3 separate regions of the Mus musculus genome follow, and all the other regions are linked to region 3. A link is a contact called in public Hi-C data. All regions are on one chromosome and are shown on one strand. Each heading gives the region's core, a stretch centred on a gene start, on an enhancer-like site or on the middle of the called end of the contact. The rest is flanking DNA. Distances are from core to core; before and after follow the strand shown. Region 1 overlaps Them7 (thioesterase superfamily member 7). Region 2 holds the start of Pax6os1 (paired box 6 opposite strand 1). Region 3 overlaps 4930527A07Rik (RIKEN cDNA 4930527A07 gene).

Evidence for each region. Hi-C and Micro-C count contacts between places; a contact is called where the count stands out from the background.
Region 1: a contact with region 3 is called in a Hi-C map of cerebellum, with 2.4 times the contacts expected there. The contact joins two enhancer-like sites. A contact is called at or near these places in 12 of 484 Hi-C or Micro-C datasets (cerebellar granule neurons, cerebellum, embryonic stem cells and 1 more) and 1 of 115 datasets of contacts at active chromatin or transcription factors (embryonic stem cells).
Region 2: a Hi-C map of cerebellum shows a contact between it and region 3, with 5 times the contacts expected there. The contact joins the promoter of Pax6os1 here to the enhancer-like site in region 3. A contact is called at or near these places in 4 of 39 promoter capture datasets (cranial neural crest, embryonic stem cells, epiblast stem cells and 1 more), 1 of 15 datasets of contacts at CTCF or cohesin (stem cell-derived epiblast-like cells), 29 of 484 Hi-C or Micro-C datasets (cerebellar granule neurons, cerebellum, embryonic somatosensory cortex and 5 more), 11 of 115 datasets of contacts at active chromatin or transcription factors (astrocytes, differentiating embryonic stem cells, embryonic forebrain and 5 more) and 4 of 9 other capture datasets (adipose tissue, embryonic stem cells, liver and 1 more).

Annotation. Positions count from the first base shown.
Region 1 is chr2:105,336,331-105,340,296 of GRCm38.p6, reverse strand. All of the region lies in intron 3 of Them7 (thioesterase superfamily member 7), which reads right to left. Among named protein-coding and RNA genes, the nearest start is that of Rcn1, 61 kb to the left of the region's middle. Within about 2 kb of position 2,551, at least 17 of the 459 cell types and tissues checked have an H3K27ac peak or open chromatin away from gene starts, as enhancers often do. A contact at or near this core is called in cerebellum, where this site is marked.
Region 2 is chr2:105,668,875-105,672,549 of GRCm38.p6, reverse strand. Pax6os1 (paired box 6 opposite strand 1) reads left to right here and starts at 2,220. Exons shown (of 4, transcript NR_002867.2): 1 at 2,220-2,314. It also overlaps a transcript of Pax6 not described here. RefSeq lists an enhancer at 17-217.
Region 3 is chr2:105,522,202-105,525,889 of GRCm38.p6, reverse strand. The region is part of intron 1 of 4930527A07Rik (RIKEN cDNA 4930527A07 gene); the gene reads right to left. Among named protein-coding and RNA genes, the nearest start is that of 4930527A07Rik, 48 kb to the right of the region's middle. Within about 2 kb of position 2,224, at least 19 of the 459 cell types and tissues checked have an H3K27ac peak or open chromatin away from gene starts, as enhancers often do. A contact at or near this core is called in cerebellum and neural tube, where this site is marked.

The DNA of each region.
Region 1 (3,966 bases), core at 1,302-3,801, 190 kb after region 3:
ACAACACAGCCTTTAATGGCCATTTCAAGTCATGATTCATTATTCAAAACCCAAAGTGGAAAGCTCTCTCTGAGCCAGAGGCAAAGCAAGGAAAATATGGTGTCAATCCTCTAGGGGGCGCAATTAGGTTATAATATAATAGGAGCCACCATATGCAAAGCAGTGTACATTTTCTATATTACTATCCTCAGTAGTAAAAGTAGAAATAGGCACAATTAATATGAATAATGCACTTTATTTAACCCAATCCACCCAGAATATTTTTAGTTAGACATGTATTTCATATGTGCACATATGATTGAGCTGCTCATGTATGACTGAGCTGAGCATTCCCGAACCTCTCAATTCACACAAGCAGCACCCACAGGTGGCTGCTGGCTACTGTACCAAACCAGGTGGGACTTAAGGCATCTACATGTTTCCATTATCTCTAGTTATCCCTCCAGGGAAAGCGAAGTCCAGGCTCAGGATTGTTCCCTTACTCAAGGGACAGTGGCCCAAGTCACTTACAGGCCTACTGCCTTGGGCTGCCCTTTAACACAAACGGATGGGTTGTTCTATACCAGGCATGGGGACAGACTCAGAACCAAGAAACATGACCTGTGTGGGAGCAGGGCAGACACTAGCCTGCAAGACCCACAGAGCATCACTAACCTGGGGCCTGCTGTCGATACTTATGCGAGGCTTTAAAAGAATCTATTGGTTCTGCCACCCTGAGCTGCCCTACCAAAGGCTTCCACTGGTGTGTCTGGATGACTCCATCTGTCACTGATCCCTCACCTCACTTTGCATTTCATCAGGTTAGCAGTTAGGGAGTCTTCTGTTGTAAGTGACAGAAATGTTAACTCCTAAGAATCCGAATCACAGGCAAAGGGATGGGCAGTGGATCAGTTCCAGATCTGCAAGGCTCCGACAGGAAGCGGAAGACAGGAAGTGGAAGACAGGAAGTGGAAGAAGTCCCAGCACAGGACTATAGTGCCTGTTTCGCCAGCTTCCCACAAACCCTTAGGTTCTCATTCTGCTATTGGCCAGTAATGGGTCACGTGTGCATCTTTGAACCAATCGTTCCAAGCAATTGGTAGCTCCTCTAATTCGTGTAGGCCGCCTCAGGAGCTGAAGGAGAGGTAAACTCCAGCCGAGCTATAGGGCTTAAATCTGAAGAAGACTAAATCCCGTCAAGGAAAAATTCAGGTTTGTAAGTAGCCAGAGGTAGATACCGGAGAGGCTCGGAAAATGCCCACCACAATCAAGATAACTCATCCAAGCTTGCTCTTTTAATCTTGCCTGGTGGATGGGTATTCAACTAGGAAACTGCTAAATTCTCCAGTAGCTTCAACCATGTTACCCCAAATTAATTTCAACCAGCCCAAAGAACTGTCATAATGGTGGGACTCCTTCGGCTAGACAAATCCCACCTGGCACTCCACCCTTCCTGGGAGGGTTCTCCAAGATCTCTCTAGCTGAAGCCTGCACATTAACTAGGGATAGGAAGACGTCAATGTTTCGTAAAAGTTAAAAAAAAAAAATGCAGACATCTTTAATGAAGAAAGCTCGGGTTATCAGCTCGCTAACACAGACTGTATAGGTAAAGGTTAGAGAGAATGAGGTTGAACATATCTCTAACATTTAGTAAAACGACTTCTGGAAGCTTGGGGGTCAATTTCTGAAACATCCTTTACATGATTTTTCCCCCCATAAGTTCCTCCTCGTGATAGGCCTGCCCCATGTGCATAAAGGACTTAAAGGCTAACAAAGTTAATGATACATTCTGAAAAAAAAAGAAGAAGAAGGAGAAGGAGAAGGAGAAGGAGAAGGAGAAGGAGAAGGAGAAGGAGAAGGAGAAGGAGAAGGAGAAGGAGAAGGAGAAGAAGAAGAAGAAGAAGAAGAAGAAGAAGAAGAAGAAGAAGAAGAAGAAGAAGAAGAAGAAGAAGAAGAAGAAGACGAATTCTTGATGCTGGAGTATATTCCTCAGCGACTTTCTGCTCCAGGGAGCTTAAAAACACCACATTTATTTAAAAGATGGAACACTCTTCCCAAGTTTATAATCTGTAGCAATTACTGTAATTAATAATCATTGACATCTACCGAGGCAGAGCCTGCTCACGAGTGTGTGCACATGTCTCCAGACAAAGTAGGTCCTCGGTACACTGGATGCAATGAAATCAGATCGAATTCTTGTCAGAGAATTCTTGACATCCACACAGTTTGCAGATCAGGCTAAGATATTTTGATGTGTTCCGTAAGTCCTCTAAGTGGCTAGAACTGAGGAGGAGGAGGTGGTGGTAGAGGCGAGGGAGTGGTTGAGAATGCCATGTCTGGAGACCACGAGAAAGCAATGACTCCAACCTGGGTTTTCCCAGTGATGGGGATGGAGAAATCACAAGGGCCACTATATGACTCCTTAGCAACTGCAGTATGCTGTGGTCTTACCCAGCAGATGGAGTGATGAGGGTGAAGAAGAGGGGGGAGTGAGTTCCCCTGCAGGGCATGGCAAAGGGTGCTATGTTGCAGCTGGCTTCACCTGAAGTTCCCACAAACGTCTCCAGAGACATGGGGTGAGTGGGGGTTGGGGGCCGGGAAGATTAGAGGCACTCTGGCAGCCCCAGTCCCCAGGGCCTCCAAGGTGGTCCATCTGTCTTCACGGATGGATGAGTATTCCTTTTGCCGCCCTCAGGATCCTTGTGATGTCCCCTCACAAGCCCATGGGTTCCCAGTCTGCCAGATCAGAGGCTCAGCCAGGAGGGAGTTCAGCGTTTAGGGATGGAGGAACGTCATTTTCAAGGGAGGCTGAGAGCGGCTTCCGTGTTTTGTTCCTGGCATTTATTTTTTTCAAGTAAACAAGGGCTGCATATTCTCTGCTAGATAGATCTGTTTTTGCCACATGGTTTTCAGTGTTCCTAATGAACTGTTAACAAGCTGTCAATTAAGCACACAAATTAGGAGAGATGGCACCAGAAGGGTGCTATATCAGAGCTTGCCTAAGCTACAGACTGCAGGCCCTGAAGCCCTACAGCCTTGAATTTGACCTAATGGCACCTCTGACCCATATGGGTGAAAAGGTTGTGATCAGGTTAGGCTAAGTCTTGAAGGGAGCATGTAGTGTATAAAATATAATGAAAATCAATAACAAACTTTGTGTAGAAAATCCTCTAGTAAATCGCACAGTTATTTTTCTGCGGAACTTTGTAAATCTGTTTAGCTTAAGTGGGTGCCGTGACGCCTTGACGTGCTGAGATTCCAATTGTCTTTTCTTTTCCAGCCAATTGGTTCCGTAGGCTTTCTGCCGTTTACTGGTCCTTCTGTGAGCTTATGGGGGGGTGGATTGGGGGGGGGGCGAGCATGGAGAACGCCACACAAAGGGAGAAAACTGCACAAATGAATAACTAACAAACTTCAGATGTAATTATTCCCACTCTCTGGCTGCCACTCCTCCCCCAGAGAGTCACCAGAAAGCACAGCTTGTTAGAGGAGCCCTAAATCTCCTGGGCCATTTGACTGTCAGAGAAGTGTCTAGAGAGGAACGTCTAAAGCCCTATCAGCGGTACAGAGAAAAAAGCGAGGCACATTCCCCGTGGCAGTGGGAAGTGAGGGGACACAAAGGGACATGAAAGGTTTTCTATAGACTGGGAGAAAGGAAACACACATCAGAAGTGCTTCCGGAGAGAACTGCTGGGGAAATTCCTCTTACAGAAGCAGGGCAGCACAAAGGCCAGTTACTGGTTAACTTTAAGAAAGAGAGGATGATCTGGGGGCGGGGGTGTCATGTTAACCCAGTGAATGAGATGGCTCTGTCCATGGGTTTGTGGTCAAAGGAGCCCGTGGGAGTCAGTCTAGAGAGAAAGCTGGGAGGCTGACCCTAAGCACAGGTGGTAACAATTGTTCAGGATCCCCACGCCCACAGTCAGCCATTCCCCAGTGGCCCTTGCCTGGTTGGGTTCTGAGATTTGCAGAGCAATGCCTGGCTGG
Region 2 (3,675 bases), core at 971-3,470, 150 kb before region 3:
GGGCATCGAGGTTTGCCCGACGGTGTTCAGAACCTCTCTAACCATCATGGATGCGAAAGTAGGAGGCCCCTTCAGAATCACTCCCAACAGTCCCTGGTAGCCTGTACCCACCGCATTTAGTCTCTGTCCCGAGAGCGGCCCCTGGCGAGGCAAAGAAGTGCCCAGTTCTCTGGGGAAATGTGCTTTGGCCTCACAGCCTCAGAACAACCAGTACTCCATTCCGTGTTCCCACACCTCCAAACTCCCATTTTGACTGGTCCTAGCTGAGGCGCGGTTGCAGACACACTGAGGAGGGCAAGGATGAATTTCTTTGGAGGAGGAAGGTCTCAGTAAACACCCGAGACACTTTAGAGAGCTCCAAGTGTGTCTCTTTCTGCAGGCCCTGAAGAGTGGATTCCAGGGATCTCTGGGATGGCAAACAAATCAAAAGGTCATAAAAATCAAAGTCTTCCACCCTAGCCACCCAGTTCCTGATGCCTCCCTGGCTTGGGGCTTTCTCTCTCCGCTTACCCCAGCAACCTGCCTGAATCCTGCTCACCGGCTAGCCTAGCCAAAGCCCAGGACAGTACAGAAACAGAAGAGAGCCGAACGACCGCCCAGCGGCGCCTCCAGGCTTTAGCTTGACTGGAAAAAGCCATGGTGCCCTTTCCTTTCCTTTCTTCTTGCCAAATGGTTAGTGTATCTGGGCGCTCGCGGGTCCAATCCTCTTCTCTTCATATTGGTCAGCACCTCTCCCCCTCCATTTCCCTCCCAGCCCACCCCTAAAATGCTTAAATCCCGGCATTGTCCGGATGGGTGTCCCAGCAAAGAGCTTTCTTGTAGGAGGCTAGTTAACTCTCAAGCTTCCTTTCTTCCACATCCTACAGTTGTCTATATGGAAAGTAGATTCAAAGTCTCTAACGCATAGGACACCCTGAAATCCCATCGTTTTGGGATTTTTACAGATAGGGTGTCTAGAAAAGTTCTCTTTCCATTCTCCAACCCCGGGACATTCCTTCAAGTCTCCTTTTCTTCTAACCTCAGTACTAAAGAGGTAAGTGTTCAGCTTCAAATGAAAAGCTTGCTAAGGTCACCGCTCTATAGAATATGTCTGAACAGCTGCCTGGTAGAAGGGCCAGGGACTGACTCCTGCCATTTGTTTTGTTCAGGAGCTAGAAACGTGCAGGCCTGATGCTCAGGATTTTGAGACTGGGAAAGAGAGAGCAAATGTCAGGGCTGGCTCACTCCAGCAGCCTGGAACCGAACTAAGCACATCCTGACAGGCTTTTAAAATGACATTGATTGAGACAAGCTGTTCCCAACCCCAGTAAGAGTTAATCTGCCTGTTAATCAAGGCACTAAGGGGCTCAATGCGAGTTTTATTAGTGACTGGAGAGCAGAGGCAGCAGTAGCAAGGGATCAAAAGCTGAAATCCCAGATACTTTGTCAGTGCACACTCCTCCAAAAAAACAATGTATTTTTCAATTAGAGAACAATTTGGCGCTTTTCATCATTTCCTAACCCAGTCTCACAGATGGTGACTTGAAGCCTCCCCATCAGGGAAAAACTTGTGGGGATTGGGAGTCAGGGACAGAGCAATGAGGGATTAAGCCCTGGTTGTTTCCTCGGAGATCGGGGTCCACCTGGGAGAATATCCGAACTCTGGGATCAAGGCTCTGCAGCCAGATTCCTCCCGAAAAGAAAAGGAATGAAAAAGGGAAGCAAAAGAAAAAATAATACCACAAATACAGGCACTCGTCCTTCTAGGTCTGGCCAAGCATCTCTGCCAGTGCACTAGAAAGTTCTCATGCAAGATTTACTCTCTCTCTCTCTCTCTCTCTCTCTCTCTCTCTCTCTCTCTCTCTCTCCCTTTCCCTCTCTCTCTCCCTTACTTCTCTCTCCCTCTCTCCCTGGAAGCTGGATTCTCTTTGGTTTTCTTTTCCAAGTCTGGGCACTGGCGGAAATTTGAATACTAAGTTCTCCAATAATTCAAATGATACGAAGTCTGAGGGAGGAAAAAGTAGACACACCAATCCGATTTGCCCTCTGATCAAGGAGGGCAGCAGAGTAAGACCACAGCAGAGGAAGTCCCTGGCTCACCCTGGGCGCAGGGCGAGGACTCTGGTCAGAGGTAATTATGTCACCGCGTTTTCTCGCCGTGACAGCCGAATAAACACAATCTCCAATAAACATCTCTAATGAGGGAGGAGGCCCGAGGATGGCTGGTTTGATTTATGACTAGAGGAGAAGGTCCACTTCCTACTGCGAAGCGGGCAAACTGCTCACGGCTCAACTCTGGAATAAGGAACTCTCGGAGGAGAGGACCCCCGTTCAGGTAAGGTGCTCAGACTGGTGGCCACTTTGCCCGTGGCCTCCTTTCTATGTGAGGCGCTCAGAGGGGACTCTGCTCAGAGTTAGACTCCTGGGCACCTGTCACAGGTGCTTGAGAGCCAAACGATCTGGACAAGTGCCTCCAGCGGGTCTAGAGAGAGGGCGTCAGGAGCACGCGTGGGAGTGGGCGAGATCCAGGCCAGGCCTGCTACATGGCCTCAAATTTCCGGTGGGTTGCTCCGGTGCCCCGACTCAGGCAGCCTGAGCGGCTCCTGGTAAGCTTAGGGCTTGAGTGAGAGATTTTCCAACCTGGCGAAAACACCTTTTAGTTTAAGTTAGGGGTAATCACTTTCCTGACCCACTTCGGCCAAGTTCTGGCCTTCCTGGAGCCGGAGCATGGCTGGGTATCTCTCTCCAGGGCACTCAGCAACCGGGTTCCCCTGGAGCCCACATGCTTCCCGCCGAGGCAAAGAGCTCCGCCGCTGCTAGGAACCCGTTCCCGGTAACCCGAGCCCGCATTCTAGCTCAGTGAGAATCGCTAATTATTAGGTCTTCCGAAGGAAGCTCAAATCACACGCTGGGGCCTTCGCGCGCGCTGCCCAGCTCTGGAGGGCCGCATTCTTTCGTCCTGTGCTCCTTTCGGGGGAAACGAACCCCAAGACTTTGACTTCGATATGGAACACACATCTACACAACCTTGGGGAAACTTTTGTCGCAAGTCGCCCGACCTTCCGCGGGGTGCTCCATGAATTCGGCGCGAGGCTTGGTGGCTTCTCCAAGCATGAATGTCGCTAATTGCATCGGGGGAAGGCGTGTTGCAAACTGCATGCCCACCGCCTGCTTTTCTTAGGATCTCAGCGATTTCTTTAGACTGCGGCCACAGCCACCACCCTCCCACCCCCCACATCACCCCCAGCTCAGGGCCAGACGGGAAGTCCTCTCTTGAGACCACAACATTTTGTTACTTTTACAAAGAAGCATGCTTCGCAAAGACATCCCCTCCCCCTCACCCCCGTCCCATCCGCAGCAACTCCTCTACCATCTTTGTAAGCTTCCTTTAAAAAGAAAAAGAAAAAAATCAAGGCCGGGGCCACTCGGGGAGGGTTTCTATGACCTGAACACACAGGTTGCACGTCGGAGAGGGGCGCCGCTACTCTTGGGGTGAGTCTGGCTAGAATCAAAGCGGTTACCTGTGAGCCGAGGGTGGGGTGTCAGGTGAGTCTGGTGGCGCTGGTTCCCACACTTCTCAAAGCCGCTTCTCGGGGGGAAGTAGCAGATCTGACAACCGGGTTCTACGCGAGGACCTGCCCCAGAGTTTAAATGTCAACGATAAGAAAAGAGGGTGCTCCGGCAGGCGCTAACTTT
Region 3 (3,688 bases), core at 975-3,474:
AAGGCAGAACCTCACCACCAGCTGAGAAGTGAATAGAGGTGGGGTGCAGTGTGGGGACAGGGCGGGGCAGGGTGGAGTGGAAGCCCATGAAAGTGCTTTTTGAAAGGTGTTCGAAGTTAAGGGAAAAAAATGTGATTAAAAGGACTTGGGGAAAAAATCGTCATGATTTCCTCTTGCATTATAGCTTGGGCTTCAGAGTCTGGGCATGACAGGGAAGGGAGGGGTTAACAAAGGAATAGCTGTGACAGATGAGGAGACAGATGGAGGGAGAGGAACTCAGCCACTCAGAGACAAGTATTTGAGTCTCTCCACCCTTTGCTGGACCGTAGCTGTGGAGAGAAGGCAGCTTCCTGGTGCACAGAACCTACACTGCCCACCTAAGCCATGCTACAGGGAGAAAGCCCTTGGAGAGCGGGTGGAGAGAGCAGTTCATCTGGAGTTGGAGTGTGCTTCCTTGATGAGATGATCTTTTGTGTGAGCTGAGTGCCACTGAAAACCAGGGCAAAGGTCATTCTTGGCAGGTGGCAATGAGCATAGGACTTTCAGAGACAGGAAGAGACCAGCATGGCTTGGTCTGGAGCCAGCAGAGGCATGCAATGAGACCAGAGTATTAGGTGAGGCAGACCTCTCAAAGCACAGGACACTTCCATCGGGGATGCCCAGTGACCAAAGTATATGACGAATCAACCACCAGAGCCTGGGGTCTGTTTAAAGGTCTTCGCCGGTCTCTCAGCCTGCCGGAGTACAAGCAAGAGCCTTCTTCCAAGTCTGCCCTCAGGACTGACAGCTCACCGGAGTCAAGATGAGTTTAACATCATGTCTTCCTTGGAAGGTATCTGAGTCAGGCCCAAGACCTGACTACTTCTATTGTCCCCTACCAATGCTGTGGTGAGAGGAAGGGGACAAACGGGACTGACTATGTTCCTACAAAGACACAGCTGCACCAGTCTTTCACAGAAGGTGAACGCTGCTGCCCTCCTGCTCTGTGGCTGGAACCTGCTTTTCATTTGATGCCTTTTTTCCATACTTCACACTAGCTGGCTGCCTCTTGCTGTTCAGACTTCTTATGGTATCCCCTTGGCTCAACTCAGAAGTTACACCCTTTATATTTTTGGTCTTCTTCATCCACATAAACATCTCAGGTTCCTTAATGCATGTATTATCAAGAAGGCAATCTGATGGAAAGAATTCTCACGGAAGCATTAGCCAACTGGTATCACTGTTACACTTGCAAATTAGAGGATTTGCTCAGAATATTTAGGATTATGTCTGCCAAGGGATGAGCTTTAGAAAGACAGGAGCAAGACCTGGAAATGGACACCCTTTAAGAGGATGCTGGCATATGCTAAGGCTGGTTTTGTCCCCCTTCCCCCCCCCCCCCATCTTAAAGGGATAGAGAAAGCTAACTTCTGTGTTAAAAAGTGAAGTTGGAAATAACTGTGTGGTCTAACGGGGGAGAGTTACAAAGCAGCACGTTGACACTACCCAGGCTTCAATCTAGCTTCTCTGGTTAGGGCTAAAAGTAACACAAAGACTCCACTAAAGGCTACAGAAACACAACTAGAACACCTTCTGTGTATGCTGTATGCATTTCCTGGCTTAGTATTCCTGATATAGGTGTTGCTGTGCTCCCTTTTCTAGGTGAGACAGGGTCAGAAACATAGAGTAATTTCCTTAGAGTCGCAGGGACATACTTAAGATCTGTGGCACGCAAGCCCAGGCTGTCTGAATCCAAAAGCTGCTTGTCCTATGTGCTGCACAGTCATGCCTTGCCCTAACATGATGGCTCTTGACTTGGCCAGGGCTTGAGACATATCTAGCTTACAGATCTTCCATATATCAGGTCGAGTCCTCCCTCCTCTGTCCTGGCCTCAGTTTCCTTATCTGAAGACCAGGGAGACAGTGGAGATCACTGGAAGATGAGTATTCTCAGGTCAGTTAAAGATTTGCTTGATCTGAAAATGCCGGCTATGAGTCTCCTGCTAGGCTCTGAGAAAGAGGCCACGCCAACACTGGTTGAGCATCAGGCAAAACCACCAAGCCCCAGATGGATGTGACCTCTGGGAGTTCATCCAAACACTGGGGTTTGGGGATGGGTGGGAGGGCAATGTTCCTCCTCCAGCAGGCTGAGTTTAGCCAGCAGCGAGTGCCAGGGTCTCCTCCACAGCCCTGCCCAAGCTGCTTTCAAGGTGGGGCAAGTTGGGAGTGTTTCTCCCTCTTCTGGTGAGAGCCAAGAGGTCAGGAGGAGTGTAGCTGTGACAGATGGAATCTGCAAACTTGTTTGGAAACACCCTTTTCAAGTGCACCCTGAGACAGGATTAAGAGAACAGCTTTGGCCCGTTTTCAGGACTGTCATCTGCTGAACACCTCCAAGCTCATTTGAAGGAAGTGACAGAGAGACTGAGATTGCAAATCAGGGAACTTGGCCTCCCCACCTCCACCAGCCGGAAGAAAACAAAAGCGCCTTAAGTAGGAAAGTGACACAGCGCCATCTCCTGGCCAGTAGTTGTCTGGCCCTTGGGGGCCTCTGGTCAGAGTCAGGACTCCTCTACTTCAAGGATTTTGACAAATTGTGCTAGAGGGAAGGCCTGTCCTGGCTTCCAGGAGCTAGGGTGCAAGCATGGGAATTGCATTCACTCTCAGTTTACAATGTGGACATATGTGCGCACTCATGTGTTTTACACAAATACATGCACATTGAAAGTCAATTTGAACATCAAGTAGGATTGACTTTTCTGTGAGGCACAATTCCTCTTCTTGTAGGCAGCTTTCAAGGTTAAACTCATCATGATGAGGTTATGCACTCCAGAGCCAGTGTGTGTGGGTTCAAACCTCAAGTTTTACCATTTAGTCGCTGTCAAGGTTTAAGCAAGTTACTTAACCTCTTTGGGCTGCTCGCCTCTTCTATAAATATGAACAATACTGATACTCCAGCAGCATATTGTGATGAAGCGGTACAATGTATGATCATCACCCTGTACATACTAGCTGTAATTATTGTCCAACAGAGCATGGCTCTCATGTAGTCCCACCATCTGTAGAGTCAACCCATTAAGCTCCATTCTAAGTCTTGTTGGTCAATATGTCCCAGGCAGACATTTCCAGTTAGAGAAAGTTAATGTTAGAGACACTATTTGGTTAACATAGGTGCTACTTACACTCTATATAGCCTCTACGAGGTTTAAGAGTCATGACTGTGGAACTCCCATGTCCTTTGTCTTTATTAAGTCAGTCTGGCAAGGTGGTGGGCCCGTTGGTGCTGTAGACTGACTGATGACACTCTGGCGGACAGGGTGGATGTGTCCTCTCTCCAACTTAGGGAAATTTTCCTCCTGGCTTTTCCTACCTTCATCTGCAAAGTATCCCAGGGAAGCTAGCAGAGTGGCTTCCAGGGGAGCCGCAAGCATCTCGAGAAACTCTGACTTAGATGGGATACTTACAGACACTAACCAAAAAGAGCTCTTTCCATCTAGAAAAATGATGGCCAGGAGACAGGCTGCCAAAGTCAGAGGCTGGCTTTCCCAAGGTCAACCATAAATCAAGGTGAGCACATGTTACAGGAGCCAGTGCTGGAGTCTTGAGGGGGTGTGGGGCCTGATGACAGGGGGATTATCTCTTCCCATTCCGTCTGCTGCCAGGGAAGCCAGGCATGTGTCTGCTCATTGCCACCAAGGAAGCCTTCCTGCTG